2 separate regions of the Sminthopsis crassicaudata genome follow, and region 2 is linked to region 1. The links are chromatin contacts, called in public Hi-C maps. All regions are on one chromosome and are shown on one strand. Each heading gives the region's core, a stretch centred on a gene start, on an enhancer-like site or on the middle of the called end of the contact. The rest is flanking DNA. Distances are from core to core; before and after follow the strand shown. Region 1 holds the start of ZNF438 (zinc finger protein 438). Region 2 holds the start of ZEB1 (zinc finger E-box binding homeobox 1).

Region 1 (5,350 bases), core at 2,631-5,130:
TAGGTCCTAACACATGTCCAGACAAAAGAAATATAAATTCATAATATATTACTCTACCTAAAGAAATACCTATTTATTATTTGGGCACCCTTTTAATAAAACATTTCTATTCAATGTTCAACCATATAGATGATCACCTGAAAGAAGTACTTCAAATATGATGCAATGCATCAAACTTAGTTGCAATGTATTTAAAAGACAAAAGCATAAATGTATATGTTTCACAAGCTAATATCCAAAACAGAAAAGAAGTAGTGAAACTGTCAAAAGGAATTCATTCAATCTAATAGGGGGATCTGTCAATCAATCAAAAAACATTCATTGCTTCCTGCCCTCAAGGAGTTTACAATCTAATGAGGGATGCAACATAAAAACAATTCTGTACAAAGAAGTTATATACAGGATATATAGGAAATAATTAACATAGGAAAAGCATCAGAATTAAGGGGGGCTTGAGGATTCCAGCAAAAAAGGAGATTTTAGTAGGACTTAAAGGAAGCCAAGAAGGTCAGGAGTTGGAACAAAGGAAGGACAATATATCAGCCACAGGGGACAGAGAGAGAAAATGCCTGTAGCCAAAAGATAGAATGTCTTGTTCATGGAGCAGTCAAGAGGCCAGTGTCATTGGATCCAAAGAGTAAGCAAAATAATAAGACTGAAAAGATTGGAGGGTTGGGGGAAGAAGGTAGGTTGGGAAGGGCTATGAATGCTACCAGAGCTTTTTTATATTTGCTTCTAGAAACAAGAGGAAGCTTATTGAGGAGTTTATTGAGTAAGGACATGACTATGTCCTTATGTTTTAGAATAATCACTTTAGCTGCTGAATGAAGATTGGAGAGAGACCTACAGCAGCTATTGCAACAGGCCAAACATGAAGTGATGAGGGCCTACACTCATGGTGACAGTGACAGAGGAAAAAAGAGGATATATTCAAGAGATGTTACAAAGTAAAATTAATAGGTCTTGGCAACAAAGAGCTGCTGAGGTACCTTTTAACACTAAAATTCTGAGACATAATGTTTAATTATTGGAAGTATAATAATTTGGCAAACTGTTGATATCAAAAAGAAATAATACTCCATATATAATAAATAGTTAAAATTAATAAAGACTCTTTCATGAAAGCCTCAACTAAAAGATATTCTTCCCAAACTTTCTGTGTTAAAAGCCCTGGGGGAAGATGTCTCATTAAATCTTTTTCATTCAATTCCCTTTAATATTCACCTATGCTATTATGACTCTCTCCCCTTTCTAGGCCATGAGAGTTAATCCTTCAAAATAACTTCAAGAGCAAAGTTAAAGAGCAGAATGGAAAGGCCAAGAGCTTTCCCTTGGAAAGCCAGCTTAAAACAAAAATCTGGCCTGCCTTAGTTTTTATTCTCTTGGGCTTTCTTGCTGTTCAAAGAAGGACTAAGGCTCACTTCAGTCCAGGGCCTGCATCTTCTCTTCCCACCCCCTACCTGGGCTTCAGCCCAGCAATGTCAAGCCCATACTCAAAATCGACCAAGGCAACAAGGGAAAAAACAGTCAGGAAGAAAGTTCTCTTCAGAGTACCGCCTCAGGCCCAGCTGCACATCTGCTTGAGACAGACACTGAGGGCAGTTAAGGACAGAAAATCAGCCTGTTCCTCACTTTTCCTGAACACACACCGAGGACAAACATGGAGAGGGACACAAAATCTAATAAAACAAATAAACGTACAAATGGATATGCCCTCAGAACACATACAAGCACGCTCTTATCCAAAAAGTCAAGCTGACTGACAAAAGATAATAAAAGAAGCAGTTCTGTTACATATCAACGTAATACCAAGAGGGCTAGGAGGTCAAGCTCCTAAAACATGCCCCGAGATTCGCGGCCTCTCCCACCTTGAGGGCAGCACAAGGACAAGCACCCACCAAAGTGCCCACTATGTATGTTTCGGCCTGAAGCTGCCCTCCAGAAAGGACTCGGAAGTTTCCAGCCACCGGTTACTTTTCCAGAACCTGGCCTAGCCAGCCCTGCTTTTCAGTCTTCCTCCATTGGATCATAAGCTCCTTTTTTAAAGTGGCATCCCCAGGCCATAATGCAGAGCCAATAAACAGGTGAATGATAAATGTTTAAAGAGATACAAATTCACTCCACAGGAGCATCCTATGTGGAGCAGAAAAATGGACTGGACTATTAACTAGAATTCCCAGACTCCATTACGTACAGCCTGGGACATAATGTCACTCGGGTTCTCACTTAGTTTTGTAAAATGAGGGGAATACTGACCCATCTATTCCGAGTTTATACAAATAAAACAAGGAGTCACAGGGCTTTTTGCTGGCAAATTGCAGCTGTGTTTGGAAAAGTATAAGTGTTAGCGTGTGCTAATGGCTTCATGTCCATGTTCAGGTGTTTAAAAAAAAAAAAAAAAAACAGCTGAGTAGCAAGCTACTTCTCGGCTTCACCCCGGCACTGAAACAGACATAACCTGTGGGAATGATTACAGCTCCACTTTTTTACTTTGTGGGAATGCCCAGAACGGAGGGAGCCTCCTTTCATAACGTTGTATGACCATGGTAGTATTTGCCTCATCATGGCGCTGGTCCAAACTAAAAGCCTCCCTTCTGCAGGAACCCTTCCCCAATCTCTCCTACTTCTAGTGCCTTCCCTCAGTTTGTATTTATCCCGTCTACAACTTGCTTGGTTTTTCATTTGTCTCCCTTTTAATGAAATTTTCACGCAGAGGAAGTGAGGGGGGAGTTCTTTGTAGCAGCCCCTGTCCTATCTCAGGAGCTTCCGCCACTGACGCATAAAGTAAAAGCAAATTAGACACCGGACGTTAATTCTTTAACACGGACAGTTTGACAAGATCTATGTCACCCATTAGTGACGTATTTAACCTTTGTTAAAGGTGACCAGAGAGCCAGGGATTCGAATAGAGCGCTGCTAACCAGAAGCCAGCTGACTTCCCCCGCGCTTCTCCGTATCGGACAAGCTCGGTTCTATTTCGGGAGACATGTGGAGGCTTTTTCCACGCGCAAGATTGTGTCGGTGTCAGAGTCGTTTTGTTGACTTCACCACAGCCGGGGACATCTGTGGATACCAATCACGTCTTCCTTCTTCTTCTACTGGGTTCAATGGCAACCTCAAAGCGCCCGGACTTCCACAGGTGTGGCAGATGGCCGGGAACACCGAGCGCGGCTCACGCTAACTAATCCCCGGGAGCCAGATTCCTCCACTGGAAAAGGAAGCAGCTCAGCTCCATCTCCTACATCTAAGTTAGGTGGATGTTGGGGGAGGGCGGGAAGAGGGGAGGGCAGGTGGTCCTTGCACGGAAGCCTCATCATCTGTCCCTCCTTTCTGAGTTCCCAGCTCTGAACTTGACCCTTCCTGCCTCCACAGTTTTCAGTTCTCTATACACGTCCTTCCTGCGCCTCCGTAGGCGAAGGGGACTGAAAGAGTAGTGACTGCTGGCCCATTTTACATGAACGGACACTGAGGCACCAGCTCCCGCAGCGCTCTGGCTGCGCGCCTACGAGAGAACGTCAGTCCTCCGCTCCCCGGGGCCGGTGACCCCGGGGGCCGAGGGCAGGAACCCGGCTTTCAATGGGAGAACAGCGGGAACTTGAAAGTTAGCAGCTCCCGGACGCCGCGCAGTTGGGAGTCATCGGGGGCACCGGCCCGGTGACCCCGCGCGACACCCCGGTCCCACCTCCGACTGCGACCCCAGGAGTCGCTCCCCCGCCCCGCCTCCCCGGTGCCCCCCGGGACAACTGAGACAACCACCGAGACAACCACCCTCGGCGCGCGCCCCTGCAGACATAGCTGCCGGGGCACAGGGAAACTTACAGCCTTCCTACTGCGTGCGCAGCCCAGCGGGGTGACGTCACGCAGGCCTCGCGTTCTAGGACGTCAGACCGCGGGGGGCGGAGCGGGCGACCCGACACCGCCCCCTTATCTTCCTCCTCTCTGCGCGGTCGCGCGCGTGCATACAGACGCACATACCACACATGCGCGCGCACGCACGCACACACACACTTTTCCTCTCCCCCCCCCCCATCCCCGCCCAGAGTAGGGTAAAACTGATAGACTCGCCCCGCCTATCAGAGAACTTTGGTGCGCAGACGCAATGTGTTCGTGGCGCCCTGCTTTCCCCCCCCACACACACACGCCCCAGCTGGCGTTTTCCGTTTTCCGTGTTGGGCGGAGGAAAGAGGCCGAATCAGAGGGGTGTGGAAAGCGAACTTGGTGGGGCCCTAGGACTGACCCTGAGGTGGAGTGTGTGTATGTGTGTGGAGCTGCTGGCACAAGGAGGAACTGCAGCGGAGAGCCACGAAGGCGAGCCGCTCGGGGCCACGCAGACGGAGCTTAGGTCGGTGGCTCAAGCGCGTAGCCAGGGACTTTTGCTCCTCGGCTCACGTGCTCGTAAAAGTTCTCCACGTGCCATGACGTACGCGGCTCCTCCCGGCCCCCTCTAGGCCACGCCCATCCCGTCTCTGCGTGCTTCGTGGTCGCGCCTGGCTCGACCCCGCCCACCCTCCCTGAGTTCCAGCCCCGCCCAGACTAGCCCGCTCTGCCCCGGCCTGGCCTCCTGGTCACGCGGCCTCCTCCCGCTCCGGAGCTGACCCTGCCCCACCCGCCTCTTCCTCCTCCTTCCTCCACTGCCGGGCTTCTTAACCTTGACCATGAACTTTTAAAAAATATTTTAATAATTAGATGTCAACCTAACGGGACTCTTGCTTTCCTCCGTAGTTTTTACTTTATGCATTTAAAAGCACGACTCGTAAGTCCATAGACTTTACCAGGTCCCCAAAGTGAATGACTACAAAAAGGGGAAAACTCCGGTTCGAGGGGGTGCCACAGATTGCCTTCCCCTCCCCCACCCCATCCTTCCGAGCAGCCTTAAATTTTAGCAAAGGACCTCCCGGTGGGGAAGCACGACTCCAAAGGACCAGGGTCCCTCTGCTTCTCAACCTTTTGAAAACGTTATTCGTAAGGACGCCCCCCCTTCCCCCCCTTTTTTTTTTGCTCAGCTCTGCTGAGGGATATATCACTGGGAAGCAATGAGGTCCTGGGTAAGGCTTGGGAAAGACGGGACTTGTTAGCAGAAAGGGGAAATTAAGGGAAAATTCTAGAATTTTTAAAGAGAAAAAAAATCCTTGGGGCCTCAGTCCATGACATCACCAGGTGAGAGATTCCGTCATTATTTTGTAATCTTACATGAAAAAGTAAAAATTGCTTTCGTTTCTCACTGGCCCTAGAAAAGACTGGTATTTTTTGAAAGTAAAATAAAAACAAAGGTTTTAGGATTTGGCATAAAATGATCAAAAAATAAATAGGGCAAGGAAGGAAAAAAGAGAAAAAAAATTATGAGATAGCT
Region 2 (5,289 bases), core at 2,635-5,134, 270 kb after region 1:
AGAATCAGCTACACCCAGAGAAGGAACACTGGGAATTGAGTGTAATTTGTTTGCACTATTGTCTTTCTTCCCAGGTTACTTTTACCTTCTGAATCCAATTCTTCCTGTGCAACAAGAAATTCTGTTCTGCACACATATATTGTATCTAGGCTCTACTATAACATATTTAACATGTATGGGATTGCCTGTCATCTAGGGGAGGGGGTAGAGGGAAGGAGGGGAAAATTCAGAATGGAAGGGAGTACAAGGGATAATATTGTAAAAAAAATTACCCATGCATATGTACTGTCAAAAATATAATTATAAAATTAATAAAAAAGTTTTTTAAAAGGAAATGAACTGTTTATAAATATGCCTTTTAAGGTGGAAGTTTGGAGAAACATTCCATTTTAAATATAAATTATGATTTTGGGGGAAATTATTTTATTTAGTACTTATTTAATGATAGCTTATGAATAGCATACTGATATTATATATAATCTCAAAAAGAGGTCTACGAAAAATTCATTGTTTAGTTTAACTCTTTTGTTGCCCACTGCCTAACAATTAGTTTCAATATGGTAAAAAGGAAGAGTTATCAGATTTACAATCAAAGAACTGGTTTAAAATTCCTGCTCCATCATTTACCATCTCTGTTACTTTGCACAAATCCCAAAACCCTCATGGGAACTTATTTCCTCATCTTTAAAATAATGTGTTGATGGACATCATGTGTCATCTCAAATCCCTTTTTGCTCTAATTCATGATCCTATAAAAAATCAATACCACCATGACCACAACTGCACTTCAAGTTGGAGAGAAGTTCTTGTTCTTAGAAAGTCTCATTGGGAGAGGAGGGGCTGAACTGGGCCCTCACTGTGTCTCATTCTGTCGTCTTTTGCACTTCATTGCTTGCAGAATTTTGCTGTTGATACCATGACACAAGAGCTTTTGCTTCTGCTCCATATACAACTGGGGAGGAAGCAGCAGGCTAGATGGGATCTTTAAATTCTATGAGTTTCGAGATAATATACCAAAGCTTTCATCAATTCTGTACTATCAATATATTGCATACCCATCACCTTTTCCAAATGTATATGATGAAAGAGAATGGAAAAACTGAGTATTATGTAGCCACGATATATAAAGAAGAATGTTAGCTTTGAAGCTGGAAGATTTAAAGGTTCAAATCATATAGCCCTAACATGTATGACTTGTGAAATCATAGGCAAGTCACCTCAAAGCTCTTGAGTCTCTGTTTATTCATTGTATAATGAGGATTTGGGGCTAAGTGTCCTTCCAGGTCTGATTCTATGAGAGCTTCTGGAATGAAGGACAGCTCCTCTGTGGAAGATATAGGTGAAGACATTTTCAAGGATATGAACACAAAATATGATACAACATGAAAATCTAGCAAGAAAGTAAAAAAAGAAAAGAAAAAAAGGCGAGATTTTGGTCCTTATGCATTTTAGAATTACGTGTAAGAAAAGGCCATCAGTTCATTTGTGCATTGTACATATCTTTGTTAATATGCATTTATATATGTCTCTGAACATAGATGCTGTCTGTAAAAGATCTTGATTTTACAGACAAGATAAAGAATACTTAATTTTGCTTTTTTTTTTTTTTCAAATTCACAAATCATTAACATTTCCCACCCTAACCTGAAACTCTAGATGGAGTGATTAAGTATGTAAGTTGAGGAGAAGAGGAGCCAATTCCTGGAGTTACTAAATCCTGGTACTTCTAGCAGCACTATAGAAAAACCATGAAAAGAGAAAGAACAAATCCCTTAATCAGAAGATTTGGATTCATGTCTTGATTCCGAAACTGGATTATGACTTCGGCCTAATCATTTCTCTCCTCTGGGGATCAATTTCTTCATTTATAAGATGGGGATAGGTGCTACATACATCAAAGGGTTGTTTAAGAAAAATGCTCTGCAAACCTGAAAATATAGTACATAAATGTCCCTATATATGCATTTAAGTGGAACATACAGTTTCATGGTATTTAAACATATATTTGAAAAGTGAAAACGATAAGGGATGGAGTGTGTGATTAGAATCCAATGAGAATAACTTTATGTAGTAGATTCAAGAATAAAGTGCAGAAAAACTTCGGAAAGACAGGTCAGAAAAGAAATGGCACATATAAAGTATCCTGGAGAAATACATTTGTCTAATTGAAGCATATATGTGAAGCAAAAGGAAACAAAATTAGAGAAGTGCAGTTAGTTAAAGAGATAATCAGTTAATCTACCAAACTTAAAATCTAGGTGACTAGAGCCACTGGAAGGCCCTGAGAAGTGATATATGGAAGTGCTAATTACGGAAGGTAAGCATCTTGATTCTTTGCAGATCTGTGATACCAATCTCATTCATTTTCAAGCATATCTTGAATATCAATAAGTAGCACATACACCTCTCTAAAAGGTCCATACCTAAATAGATACAAGAAATGGAACTGTCACTTACCTACAGAAGTAAACGTTCTAAAAATAAAAATTATTCTGTTTCATTCTTCATACTTTTAAACATTTAAAGTTAGTAGACTTCACACATCCTGATTTCAAGGAAGACTGTCAGAGTCCATTCCAGAATTTTCCAACATTAAGTAGGATGCATTAGGAAGGCAATACTGAGTGCACTGCATGTTAATAGAAATGTATGACAGTACGTAGCTACTTTCTCCGTCTTATGAAGGAAGAAACTTCTCAGTGATTGACATTTGTCACCCTGTCCAATTACAATTAGTGTATTTCAGACATATCTAACTTCATCCAATGGGCATTTAAAACCCTCTCCGTGTGCAACTACTGTACTCGAGACACATCTAATAGGTTCGTTTATTGGGAACTTAAAAGTTGATAATCAAATATTTCGTTTAAAACTAATGTATTTAAAATACATCCAGGCCCCTCTATTGGGAATTTAACCTTAATTTCCATTTGCAATTAGTGTCTATTTAAAATATTTCTAAGCTTAGCTATTGGGAACTTAAAAGATTCCAAAAGTTTATAATTTCCATTTACAACCGGTATGTTAGAAACCCATATAACCGGCTCGACTGTGGACCCTTCGATTTTGTGGTTTCTCGCTGACTCGGGGTGGGAAGCCGAGCCCTCAGTTCCGTTAAGGTTGGATCCGGGTGGTGGCCAGGGCCAAGGGGCAGCGGGTGCTCTTTATTGCACCGGGTCCCCCCTCCCCCCAAATAAATCACGCCCGGTCAATCCGTAACTCCACCGCCCAGACGCTCACAATCCGTTATGTCTGCCCTGAGGGTGGGGGAAGGGCCGGAAGGCCGAGGCCATCACAGGTGAGATCCCGGCCGGAGCCCCACCTCTCTCGAGGCGCTTACGCGGGGCTCCTCGCTCCCTCCCCCCTCCCCGTCCCAGTACCCCGGGGCCTCGGAGGCTGGGAGGGGGCACGACTGCTGTCAGAGACCTCAGGACGAGTCTGTGCGACAATCCCCAACTGCGCGTCACGGACGGGAGGGGTGGCTGAGGCTCCGGGAGAGGGCGCAGCGGGGGCGTCCCGGGGCAGGGAGGGGGCACCAGGGACATGAACGCGTTGCTTCGTTGGACTCGCTCTTTACCTTGCCCAGCCCAGGTCCCGGCAGTCTCCCGCTTCCCCGCCACCCACTGGGTACCTGAGGGGAAACTTTTCCCTCGGCCCCTCAGTTGCAAAGCTCGCCAGCGCCCACCGTTGCCGCAAACCGCCCTCGCCCTAGCAACAAGGTTCCGGTCGTAGAGCGAGCGCCTCTAGGTGTAAGGAAGGTGATGTCGTAAAGCCGCGAGTGTCGTAAACCAGGTGCGGTGGGGAGCCCGGGGAGGGGGGAGCGGAGGGAGGGAGGGAGGGAGGGGTGGAGGCGGAGGGGTGAGGGGGGGAAGGGGGAGGGAGGGAGGGAGGGGGAGGAGGTGACTCGAGCATTTAGACACAAGCGAGAGGATCATGGCGGATGGCCCCAGGTGTAAGCGCAGAAAGCAGGCGAACCCGCGGCGCAATAACGGTGAGTCCGCGGACGGGCCCGGGGAGCGGCGGGGCCCAGGGCGAGCCCGGCCGCCGGGGCGCGCCCGGGGCTGAGGAGGGAGAGCCGGACCGGGCTGGGGGGCTGCGGGGCGACAAACGGGGAAAGTCGAGTGGGAAAGTAGAAAGTAGTGCTGGGAGCCCCCCGCCGCCTCCTCCCGGCTCGGCTGGAGCCGGAGCCGGAGCCGGAGCGGAGCCGAGCCGAGCGGAGCCGAGCCGAGCCTGTGCCCCAGCCCGGCGGCCGCGCTGCCTCTGCCTGAACCGTTAGCTGGGCTGCCCTTACCTGGCGTCTCTCCGCCTAGCGGCTCCCGCCGCGCCTGCCTCCCTGGACCGTTAGCCGCCGCGGCGGCGGCTGCATCCCGGCCCCTGGGGCGGTGGGGCCACTTCTCGGCTGCGGGCGGAGCCGCCGCCGAGGCTTTTCGCACTTTTCCCCTCTCCGGCTCTCTCTCGCCGCTTCTCCCCCTCTCCTCCTCCCGCTCCCCGTTCAGTGTCATTCTCCAGCACCCCGGAGGCCCCCAGGAGCCCGAGGAACAAACTTGTTCCCCGCGTCCCCAGAGGCTAAAGCGGGCCCCCCGCCCCCTGCCCCCGTGCGGCCGGGGGGGGGCATGCTGCCTGCACTGCCCGGGGAAGGGAGGGGGCGTTGAGAACTGTTTTGGGTGCGCCAGGAGGGGCGGGGAGCTCCTGCCCCCCCCAGCTTCCAGGGCACGGGCGAGGGGAAGCTCGAAGTTGTCTCTCCCGAGTGGAGAGAGCGGATGCGTGGGGGAGGCTGCTGTCCGCCCGCTCTGGGTGGTGCCCGCGGCCGTCGGGCAAGTTACCTGGCTCGGGAGCCCCGCTGCCCGGGGAGCTGGGCCCGGAGCGCCGGGGGGCACGTGGGGGAGAGGGGTCGGGGCGCGTGTGTGTTGTTGGGGAAGTTGTTACCTGGGGGAGACGCGCTGAGCCCAGCGTGAAGCTGTCTGCGGCTGGAGTGGGAGGGGAAGGGGGGACGGACGGACTGACGGACAGGCGGCCCGGCCGCAGCTGCAGTGGTGCCTATTGATCCGGGCTGATTGGCGGGCGAGCCCCCCACCCCCACCCTCCCCCCGGCTGCCCCCGGGCGGCTGCTCGGCTCGGGCCGCGAGCCCACGTAAGTTTCTTGCGTCTCCGCTCGAGTCCTTTCTGGCCGGCCTGAAACTCCCCTGGCCGGGCGGGCTCTCCTGGCGCGCCCGGCCCCGCGGCTGCCTCTCTACCTGCGTGGACAGTCCTGGGTGGGGGCGGTGTGGCGAGCCGCCGAGACCGTGTAAA

Evidence for each region. A called contact is a pair of places that touch in the nucleus more often than the background predicts.
Region 2: a contact with region 1 is called in a Hi-C map of fibroblasts, with 3 times the contacts expected there. The contact joins the promoter of ZEB1 here to the promoter of ZNF438 in region 1. A contact is called at or near these places in 2 of 2 Hi-C or Micro-C datasets (fibroblasts and hippocampus).

What each region holds. Positions count from the first base shown.
Region 1 is chr5:66,732,147-66,737,496 of ASM4859323v1, forward strand. ZNF438 (zinc finger protein 438) reads right to left here and starts at 3,881. Exons shown (of 6, transcript XM_074267051.1): 1 at 3,820-3,881.
Region 2 is chr5:67,005,828-67,011,116 of ASM4859323v1, forward strand. It overlaps ZEB1 (zinc finger E-box binding homeobox 1), which reads left to right and starts at 3,885. Exons shown (of 9, transcript XM_074267052.1): 1 at 3,885-3,991. The coding sequence starts at 3,934. LOC141542562 (a long non-coding RNA gene) reads right to left here and starts at 3,740. Exons shown (of 4, transcript XR_012482204.1): 1 at 3,578-3,740.